3 separate regions of the Sus scrofa genome follow, and all the other regions are linked to region 2. Evidence: chromatin contacts called from public promoter capture Hi-C and targeted proximity ligation data. All regions are on one chromosome and are shown on one strand. The core of a region is the stretch at or near the end of the contact, and the rest is flanking DNA. Distances in the headings are between cores, read along the strand shown.

Region 1 (3,200 bases), core at 47-2,546, 630 kb before region 2:
ACTTTTTATCTGCCCAATCAACTAAAAATGTCTTTCAGGCCCAAAGCGTTAATTGGGTCAATAAACTTTGGATTGCCTATATCTGTTTTCCTTTTGCGGACACTGTTACACAACAGTCCTAGTTGAGCAACTTGTAATGGTGAGAGTCTTGGCCCTACATTCCTTTCGTGCCACTGTCTGGTAAACAGAGGGTGAACTTTATTTAGCTGTTTCACCCTTCCTGGAAGGGTGCCTGAATTTCACCACGGGAAAGCAAGTAGAGACGGCTCTGACTTAAAGTGGTTCAACCTACGATTTTTCGACTTGATGATGGTATGAAAACTACACATACTTAGTAGGAACCACACATAGTTTTGAATTTTCATCTTTTCTTGGGTTACCCATATGCAGTATGATACTCTCTCCCTCCATGTTGAAGGTCCTAATCGGCCACCCAGTCAAGAGGGTAAAAAATACCTTTACAACCCTTCTGTTTTTCCTTTTCAGTACAATAATCAATAAATTACATGAGATAATCAACACTGTTATAAAAAAGCTTTGCATTAGATGATTTTTGCCTAACTGTAAATTAATGTAAGCATTCTAACCACGTTTTAAGGTAGGCTAGGCTGAACTATGTTGGGTATGTTAGGCCTGTTAAATGCATTTTCCACTTACAATATTTTCAACTTCCCATGGGTTTATCAAGACATAATCCCATCTGAAGTGGAGGTAAAATCTGTAAAGAGAATAGGCGAATGGGTGTTGAGGGGAGAGCGCACCGCCCAGAGAGCTCGAGGAAGGAGAAGCAGAGGGGGCGTGGAGTGACAAAGCTGGTGTCAGAGTAACTTCAGAATCCAGAAGCTGAGCACCCCGGTGGCTGGGAGGTGGACAGGGGGTGGGGGAAAGGCCCCAGAGCGGGGGTGGAGGGCGTGGTTAGTTTTCGGTAAACACTGAAAGATACCGGGAAGAGAGGAAATGAGGCCAGCGATTTCGCGAGCTGAGATGCTCTTCAACAAGCTCTACAACTTTTCAGAAAAGAGCGAAGCTGTTCCATAAAGAACACGTTCTTGTTAGGAAAGAAACTACACTCCCACTCTGCAACCTTTCCTCTAAAGGTAGTCTCCGACCTCCAGGCGCAGCCCCAATGAGAAGCTGGGACAACCTCCAAAATAACTAAGAGCAAAACTCAGCGTGAGGAACTACAAGTCCCAGGATGCAGTGCTGCCTCGGCCAATCACGACAGTACCCTCCAGGGAAACTACAAATCCCGAGATGCAGTGCTGCCTCAGGCCCCCCCCCTCCACCCTCCACCCCCCTCCCCTCTCCTCTCCCACCACCTTCTTGAGGATGCTCTAACCCTCCGCAATCAGATCGGGGTCGGTGCTGCATGCTGGGAATCAGAATACCCAGAATAGGATTGGTTGAGACTTGCCGAGGACCGCCGTCCTTCCAGGCTGGCCTGGGGGTGAAGGGAGGGGGCGCTGCACACTTCCTGTGGACGCCGGCAAGCGACGGACTCAGCGCGTCCCTGCCTCGCCAGGTACTAATCTCCCGCGCGTCGTAGAAAGCGTCCGTGACCCAGCGGAAGTGATTCCTCTAACTGCCCCGGAACCCACGGCGGCAGGCGGCTGGGGGTGGGGGGGTGGCCCTGGTGTAGGGGCTGTGGCGGTGCGCGGGGACCCGGTGCGGTGGCTGCGGTGGCTGCGGGGCTGACGAGTGAGTCTCGGGCTGGGGTGGGACCGGAGCTCCGGGTTCGCGTGGGGGACAAGGGAAGCTCGTACTGGGCTCGCTTGCAACCTCACTTCCCACCTCTTCCCATTTGGGCGGGGAAGGAACGGAAGCTCTTAACCTCCCCCTGGCGTCTTCAGCTCCTGGTTTGGGGGAGGGGAGAGGAGGGCGGCGGGACCTTTCCTGGCGCAGATCCGTGGGCTTGGAAAAGAGGGAAAAGGAGGGGCGGCGGCCGGCGAGACTGGGCCTCCTCGGGGTTGTGAGCGGGGAGGGTGGAGTGAGTAGCATGGCAGCCCTGTCGCTTTTCCTTTTTGCTTTCCCCGGGTGCACTCAAGATTTCGTCCTTTTCTTGGAGTCAGCTCCTAGTCACAGGAGAGGGTCCTTCACTCTTTGCAGCTGCGGGACCCGGAGAAGTTCATCTTTTGGGCAACTTGTCGGGTGATCTCAGCCTGACGTGGTGATTTGGGGCTGTCGTGCATCTGCCTCCCAGGCTCATCTGAAAGGCGGTATCTCGTGTAAAGTACAGTGGCCATTAAGTTACTCTGATGGAACTAGTTCGAGTTTTCAGTGCGAGCATTTCTACTCTGCATCGCCTTCAGTATAAGAAACAACCGAAATCCTTTTAGGGTTTTAAAACCTAATTTTCACACTGCCAAATTTGCTTTTTGATCCCCGACTAATTTCCTTTTTCGTTTAGCGGACTAAAATGATACATCTCTAATCTCGTTTATGTTATAAATGTAATATAATTCATAATACAATCCACGGTTCACACGTTGGTTCATTCATTGTGGAGACACAGTGGCAAGGAGACAACTATGGTTCCTTGTCACCTTGGTTATTAATTACTTATTGCCAGTGATAGTTTGGGATTCATGTTTAATTTTTAAATGACTGTTCTTTTTTCCGTTAAGTATGAGATAACATAGTAACTCTCTACCATTCCAAAATATACATGGATAAATTTATTTTAAATGGAGGATGCTGATTTCATTACCTTATGGTAATTCTGTAATGTAATTAGGCAATTGTTTGTAGTCAGAAGTTACAGTCAGTCCTATGTATCAGGTTCTAAAGTAATAGTTTTAAAATTTATTGAAGTATAGTTGATTTACGATGTGTTAATTTCTGCTCTACGGCAAAGTGATTCAGTTATAGTGTGCCTCTGCTAATCCCAAACTCCCAACCCCTCCACCTTGGCAACCGCAAGTCTGTTCTCTATGTCTGTGAGTCTGTTTAGTTCTAAAGTAATATTTATACTTTATAAATTGCTTGTTTGTGATTTTTTGGTAGATTTTTCAGTACTTGAAAATAATCTGGGAAATCTTTGTATTTACATTGATATGCATTAATGCATTTTAGCTAGCCCGTCCTAAATGTTTACTGTTTCATTATTAAATAAGATCAGAAAAAGCCCACCCAGTAATGCTTGAAATTTCAAGGCTTGGTGACTAAGAAAACAATAGTGCCATTCACTCAAATATTTACTG
Region 2 (3,025 bases), core at 326-2,825:
TTGTCAGAGCGGCCGGGACAGAAGGCAGCGCCCCGCGCCCGCCCCCGAGGTGCCCGCCGGGCTAGAGTGCGCGGCGCCACTCCCGCTCGGGCTCGTCGCGGTGGCCCCGGGCTGTGCCCGCCGCCGCAGCCACCCGACTCGGCGCCTCCTGCCGGCGGCCGCCCGCCCGTCCCGGAGCGCCCGCCCCGCCGGCCGGTCCCGCTGCAGCGGCGGTGACAGCCGCGAGTTAGGCGGCGCGCGTGGCTCTCATGGCCAAGCTGCCGCCGCCCGAGCGCCCCCGGAGCCGGCGCTGCGGCTCCCTCTCACCCCGGGGGAGGGGCGCACAGCGGAGACGGCACGGGCCGGCCGGCCGCCGCGGAGTTGTCAACTTAACCCAAGTTGCTAGAGGGTGGGAGAGTGGGGTGCGGGGCAGCGGGAACGCCTGGAAGGGGCGACTCGTTCCGCGCAGGCGAGCGCTCCGCAACGGCTTGCAGCTGCCTCCGCGGTCTCGTGTCCCCCTGCCCTGCACTCCCCGCGGCTGTCACTCGGGCACCGGGCTCCGGAGCACAGCGCCGCTTGCAAGTCGGAGCGCTCCCGGCCGCCTCTGAGAGGGCTCCACACTCCGCGCTATATAACCCGCGACCGGGAAGAGCCGGCGGCGGCATCGGCCCTCCCTCCGCTCGGCCTTCCCCGCCCCGGGCGCACCCCGCCCCCGGCCCAGCCCCCAGCCCGCCCGCCCGTCGTCCGCCGAACCGCGGCGGGGCAGCCCCTCTCACAGGGCCGTGGCTGCAGCCTCCAGCCCTCCTCGCACCTCCCTTCGCGGTTCACGCCCCCTGCCGTGGGGTGTCCCGGCCTCCGCCTGCCAAGCCCGACGGTCGGCAGTGCCCCGGCCATCCTCCTCCGGCCGTCGGGTCCTCGCTTGTCCCTGACTCGTCACTTTGGTTAACCAGGGGGCTCTGGGCGGCCCCGCCTGCGATCAGGCGCTGCAGAAGACAGCCCTGCGGGCTGAAGGAACGAAGAGAAGGACCTCAGCAGCGCGGCAACCGTCGTGCCTGTCTGCCACTAGGGTTGGGAAAGAGCCGAGAAGGCGATCAAAAGCCGGAGAGGCTTAGAATCGTAGTTGGTCCTTTGGAAGGTGGGCCAAAGGGCTCTCACTTTCCCCGGCTGGAATCACCACCACCGTGGTTCCCTACAGTCTCGGTCAAGTGTTGCCCTCCCGCCGGACGGGCAACGAAAGTGATGCATGCCGGGATTTGTAGTTCGCGCCTTGTTGGCGTGTCATTTGCAATATTACTGGGTAGAATACGAGCCGTATTCTGTCAACGCAGCCTAGGGACTAGGACCCCAAATAGTCTAGGCGTCAGCACTCTTTGCTCTCATCGTATTGATTAAAGAGTCTAACCAATGCATTCATTTTTCCCATAAGAATTTTACTCGAAACTTGGTCGTACGACGCTGAATCAGGAAGTTCTTAATTCTGCGTCCGCAAGGCGAATTCTCACTTCTGAATTCTTTTCTGGCTTATCCTGGGACACCTATGAGTCGTGGGGCTTCACGCTCGCCGACTTTAAGTGGACAGCGCGCATGCGCTAACTTCCTCTTTCCCGGCTGGAACCATGGAGGGCGCAGAGTAAGTTGCTCCTCGTCTTCTCCAGAATCCTTCTCCATCCCCGAAACCAGAGACCTTTTGTCTCCCTTTCCCCCGGTCCGATTGTAGCATGTACTTTTGCCAGCCTATATGGGTGTTTGTGACGCTGTGTGACACTAGCGGTGGTCTCAGGCTAAGATGAGATTCCGGCGGCCTTGGGGCGGAGGCTTTGGAAACACCAGGAGCAAGGTGTGAGCGCTGAATGTGTGCGGGACTGACCAGTTGTCCAGTTTCCCTTCTTTTCAGGGAGACTCAGAGCCTCTGAATTGGGTTCTTCCGTGGCTGCTGTTTGCCCCAAGCGTCCCTGCCCCCCGGCCTTTACTTACAGCATGTGGAGTTTGAGGCTTGAACCGGGGCGGCAGTTGAGGTTTTGTTTTGAGATTCTTACACCTTTTTAGATTGATTGGTAGTTCGCTGTCATTGTCTTGCATCAGTCGCATATTTTAGCTGTCTGTATTTTTGTTGTGGGAGCCTGGAACTGATGGTAGATTAAGTCTGAATTGACTGTTTTTGTGACTCTTGGTCTGTGTTGAAAGTAGGGTAAAATGGCCCAGAAGTTCCCTCAAATCTGTTTCTCGCAACAGGGCGTGCTACGGCAATTGAAAATACATTTAGAGCCACAGGCATTAATAGCGTTGAGACAGCGTTTTAGATAGAACAGGGGAATGCTGCGATGCTGTGAGCGTTCGAACTATTAATGTTAATGTTTTGTCTGGCAGTGTCAAAGAGAAGAAAAAGAAGGTTCCTGCTGTGCCAGAAACCCTTAAGAAAAAGCGAAAGAATTTCGCAGAGCTTAGGATTAAGCGCCTGAGAAAGAAGTTTGCCCAGAAGATGGTAAGTAAGTTTTTTTGTGGCATCGGTTGTAGCATCTCTCTTTTAGAATGTCAGCACATGCTTTTGTGGAAAAAGGTTCAAGGGAAGGGTTTATACTTAACTGATAGTGCTAATTTTGAGTGGAAGCTAAAAAGCAGATGAGTAACTGGTGTTGGTTTTCAGCTTCGAAAGGCAAGGAGGAAGCTTATCTACGAAAAAGCCAAGCACTATCACAAGGAATACAGGCAAATGTACAGAACTGAGATTCGAATGGCTAGGATGGCAAGAAAAGCTGGCAACTTCTATGTACCTGCGGAACCCAAATTGGCATTTGTCATCAGGATCAGAGGGTGAGTTCAGTTTTTATTGGCTTCTGGTTTTAAAGAGAGAGGTACCCAATCCTAGGGAAACTTCACGACAGGAGCAAGGAAATAGAAATATTGGGGGTGGTAAGTAGAACAGGGGTTTTGTTCTGTTGTTTTTGGTTTAATGCAGCTGCACCTGCAGCTTATGGAAGTTCCTCAGCTGGGGGTCACATTGGTGTTACAGCTGACACCTTCACGGAAGCTTGTGGCAACTCCACAC
Region 3 (3,046 bases), core at 515-3,014, 700 kb before region 2:
GATGGGAACTCCTAAAACCCTATTCTTCTTGATGAATAATATTCCATTGTATGTAAATACCACATTTTGTTTATCCACTCCTCTACTGATGAGGAGTGGATAGCTTGTTTCCACCTTTTGGTGATCATGAATAAGCCTGCAAATAAACATTGGTATACCAGTTATCTGTTTGAGACCCTGTTTTTGATTTTGTAGGGTATACCTTGGAGTGGAATTGCTGGGTCATATGGTAATTCAATGACTAGCTTTGTGAGAAACTGCCAACTGGTTTTCACAGTGGCTGCACCATTTTTGTATTTCCAGGAACAATATAGGAAGGTCCTAACTTCTCTGTATCCTTAACACCTTCTTTTTCACTATTAATTATTATTATTATTATTGCCATCCTAGTAGGTGATGGTATCTTTTTGTGATTTTGATTTGCAGTCTAATGATTAGTGATACTGAGCACCTTTACATGTGCTCGGGTCGCCGCTATGGCGCAGGTTTGATGGCCTGGAAACTCCCATATGCCGCTGGTGGCCGAACAAAACAAAAAAAAAAAGAAACCAGTGATTTATTGAACCGAAATCACCAATTAACAATAATTATCATTATTAATCAATCAATATATGATTAACATGATCTTATATTAATGACTACCAAATGATCAATATTTTTCACTATGTGCCTACTAAAGCTAGCTGTGATTACATTTAACTTGCCTGGTATTGTGTTCTCATATGTAAGTAGATAATGTCTAAGTTCCTTTATGACTTCAGAATTCTGTGATGATATGATGACACTATTCAACCCAGAAATAAACAAGAACGGGGGGAAAAGGGTGTTCCCATTGTGTCTCAGTGGCTTACAAACCCGACTAGTATCCATGATGATGGGGGTTCTATCCCTGGCCTCACTCAGTGGTTAAGGATCCAGAGTTGCCATGAGTTGTGGTGTGGGTGGCAGACACAGCTCAGATCACGCATTGCTTTGAAACAGCTCCTCAGAGCTACCGGGGCTTTAGTCTTCAGTGAGGCAACTGAATAAAAGATAACTCTCAACTTTATGTTGTGGGGTTTTTTTGTCGTTTTTTTTTTTTCTTTTCTTTTTTCAGTCTACAAAGACATATAAGTAAGCAGATGTAGACAGGAGCTGTGAGCCATGCAATCACACATCGACTTTACCCAAGAGGTACTAGGGTAAAATGGAATTTCTTGCACAGAGCAATGACTTGCTTCATTTTTTTATTTTAGACGGGTTGCTACGGGATTAGAACTCGGTGAAACTAGAGACTGAGAAAGACATTGTGAAAACCTAAACAAAGCCAATGAGAGTAGGTTAGGGTGTAGGAGAAAATGTCCCAATAAAAAGGTAGAAAAGAGAGACCCCGGCCATGATGACTAAGCAAAGTCCAGCCAACTGCCCCTAACCACCTCTCCCCCACGCATCCACTTCTGTAAACTTGTTTCTACAATTACTCCCTTGCCTGACCTCACTCTGGTCTGACCAGCCAAGCATGGACCAGGAAGACGGAGCCCATAAAAGCCTTGTGAAATCCTTCTTCGGGGCTCAGACTCCAGGAAGCGATATCCTCTGAGCCCGCTGGCGTAATAAACCTGAGTTCTCCACCTCTCCGAGTGCTCGCTTGGTTTCTCGTGGGGTAAAAGAGCTGATCCACTGCAGCCACAGAGCTGCTGGAGCTGGTACGCTACAGCCACAGGGCTGTCACCAGAGGTGGTACACTGCGGCGCAGGGCTGCTGGGCAGCTGCTGTAACAAGGGGACAAACAGAGATTTCAGAGGCTGAATCCACACGCTGGGACACCTATCGGATGTAAGGAGTAAAGGAGAGGAAGGAGGGCAGCTGATGCTCACCCTTCTCTGGCTTGAGCTCCTGGCTGTCAGTGGCCCCATTCACTGAAATGGGGAATACAGACTAATGAGTTCCATTTTTTGTGCCTTTTTAGGGCTATACCCATGGCATACGAAAGTTCCCAGACTAGGGGTTGAATTGGAGTAACAGCTGCCAGCCTACACCACAGCCACGCAGGATCTGAGCCTTGTCTGCGACCTACACCACAGCTCACAGCAACGCTGGATCCTTAACCCATTGAGTGAGGCCAGAGATCAAAGCTGCATCCTCCTGAATACCAGTCTGGTTCGTTAAGGCTGAGTTCCCATGAGTTCCACTTTTGATGTACTGAGGTTGGGGGGCTGTGCAAGTGTTGTTTGGCAGATACAACAGTGTCTGTCCCGCAGGGTACTTTTAAACTTTTAAAATTAATCGCCAACATTTTGTGATTAAATTTTTTGCACAAAAAATTCAAATTTGTACTTTCTCTTGAAAAAAAAAATCAGCAGATCTGAATGCATCAGGCCAGTATTTTCATATGATAATGTTGGAGAGGAATACATTTTTCTCTACCATTCTTGGTTCTTCTGGCTGGTGTGAGTTAAATTGACGTGAGACAGATTAACAGGAGAAAAATCACACAGACGTTTAATAATGTGTATACCTGGGAGAAACGCAGGAAAACTGAGTAACTCGCCCAAATGGCTGAAACCTTCACCTTAAATACTATTTAGGATGTTGAGGGCACGGATTTGGGACCTCAGAAGGAAGGAAGGTACTTTAAATCTGAAAGCATGCTATTCTCATTATTGGTCACGGCAGTATCAGGGCTACTGGTGAACACTGAGGAAATAGAAGCCCTTCACTTCCTTTCCCTGGAATTATTGCTTCCTCTTTTGGCTTTCAGAATTATAATTGAATCTGACACAGGAAAATGTGTCTTCCGCACATCAGCCACAATCACATTTCTATTTAGAACGCCCCCCTTCTTTTCTCTAGGACCCACAATATCTTATAGGTCTTCGTGTTTTGTTTTTACTTTGGTTTGGGGGGGGTTGGTTTTTTTTTGCTTTTTTAGGGCTGCACCTGCATAGGGAGGTTCCTAGATGAGGGGTCAAATCAGAGCTACACCTGCCGGCCCACGCCACAGCTACAGCAATGCAGGATCCGAGCCACATCTGTGACCTACACCACAGCTCAGTGTGACACCGGA

What was found. Promoter capture Hi-C pulls out the DNA fragments that hold promoters and counts their contacts.
Region 1: a promoter capture Hi-C map of liver shows a contact between it and region 2, with 7 times the contacts expected there. A contact is called at or near these places in 2 of 5 promoter capture datasets (fetal liver and liver), 5 of 47 Hi-C or Micro-C datasets (embryonic fibroblasts, epiblast stem cells, heart right ventricle and 1 more) and 2 of 2 datasets of targeted methods (alveolar macrophages and skeletal muscle).
Region 3: a contact with region 2 is called in a targeted proximity ligation map of alveolar macrophages. A contact is called at or near these places in 5 of 47 Hi-C or Micro-C datasets (embryonic fibroblasts, fetal skeletal muscle, omental adipose tissue and 2 more) and 1 of 2 datasets of targeted methods (alveolar macrophages).

Annotation. Positions count from the first base shown.
Region 1 is chr4:61,969,807-61,973,006 of Sscrofa11.1, forward strand. ELOC (elongin-C) reads left to right here and starts at 1,297. Exons shown (of 4, transcript XM_001927321.6): 1 at 1,297-1,522.
Region 2 is chr4:62,600,855-62,603,879 of Sscrofa11.1, forward strand. RPL7 (ribosomal protein L7) reads left to right here and starts at 1,576. Exons shown (of 7, transcript NM_001113217.1): 1 at 1,576-1,609; 2 at 2,347-2,461; 3 at 2,624-2,790. The coding sequence starts at 1,596. RDH10 (retinol dehydrogenase 10) reads right to left here and starts at 127. Exons shown (of 6, transcript XM_021089230.1): 1 at 1-127.
Region 3 is chr4:61,905,612-61,908,657 of Sscrofa11.1, forward strand. No RefSeq gene overlaps it. Among named protein-coding and RNA genes, the nearest start is that of LY96, 43 kb to the right of the region's middle.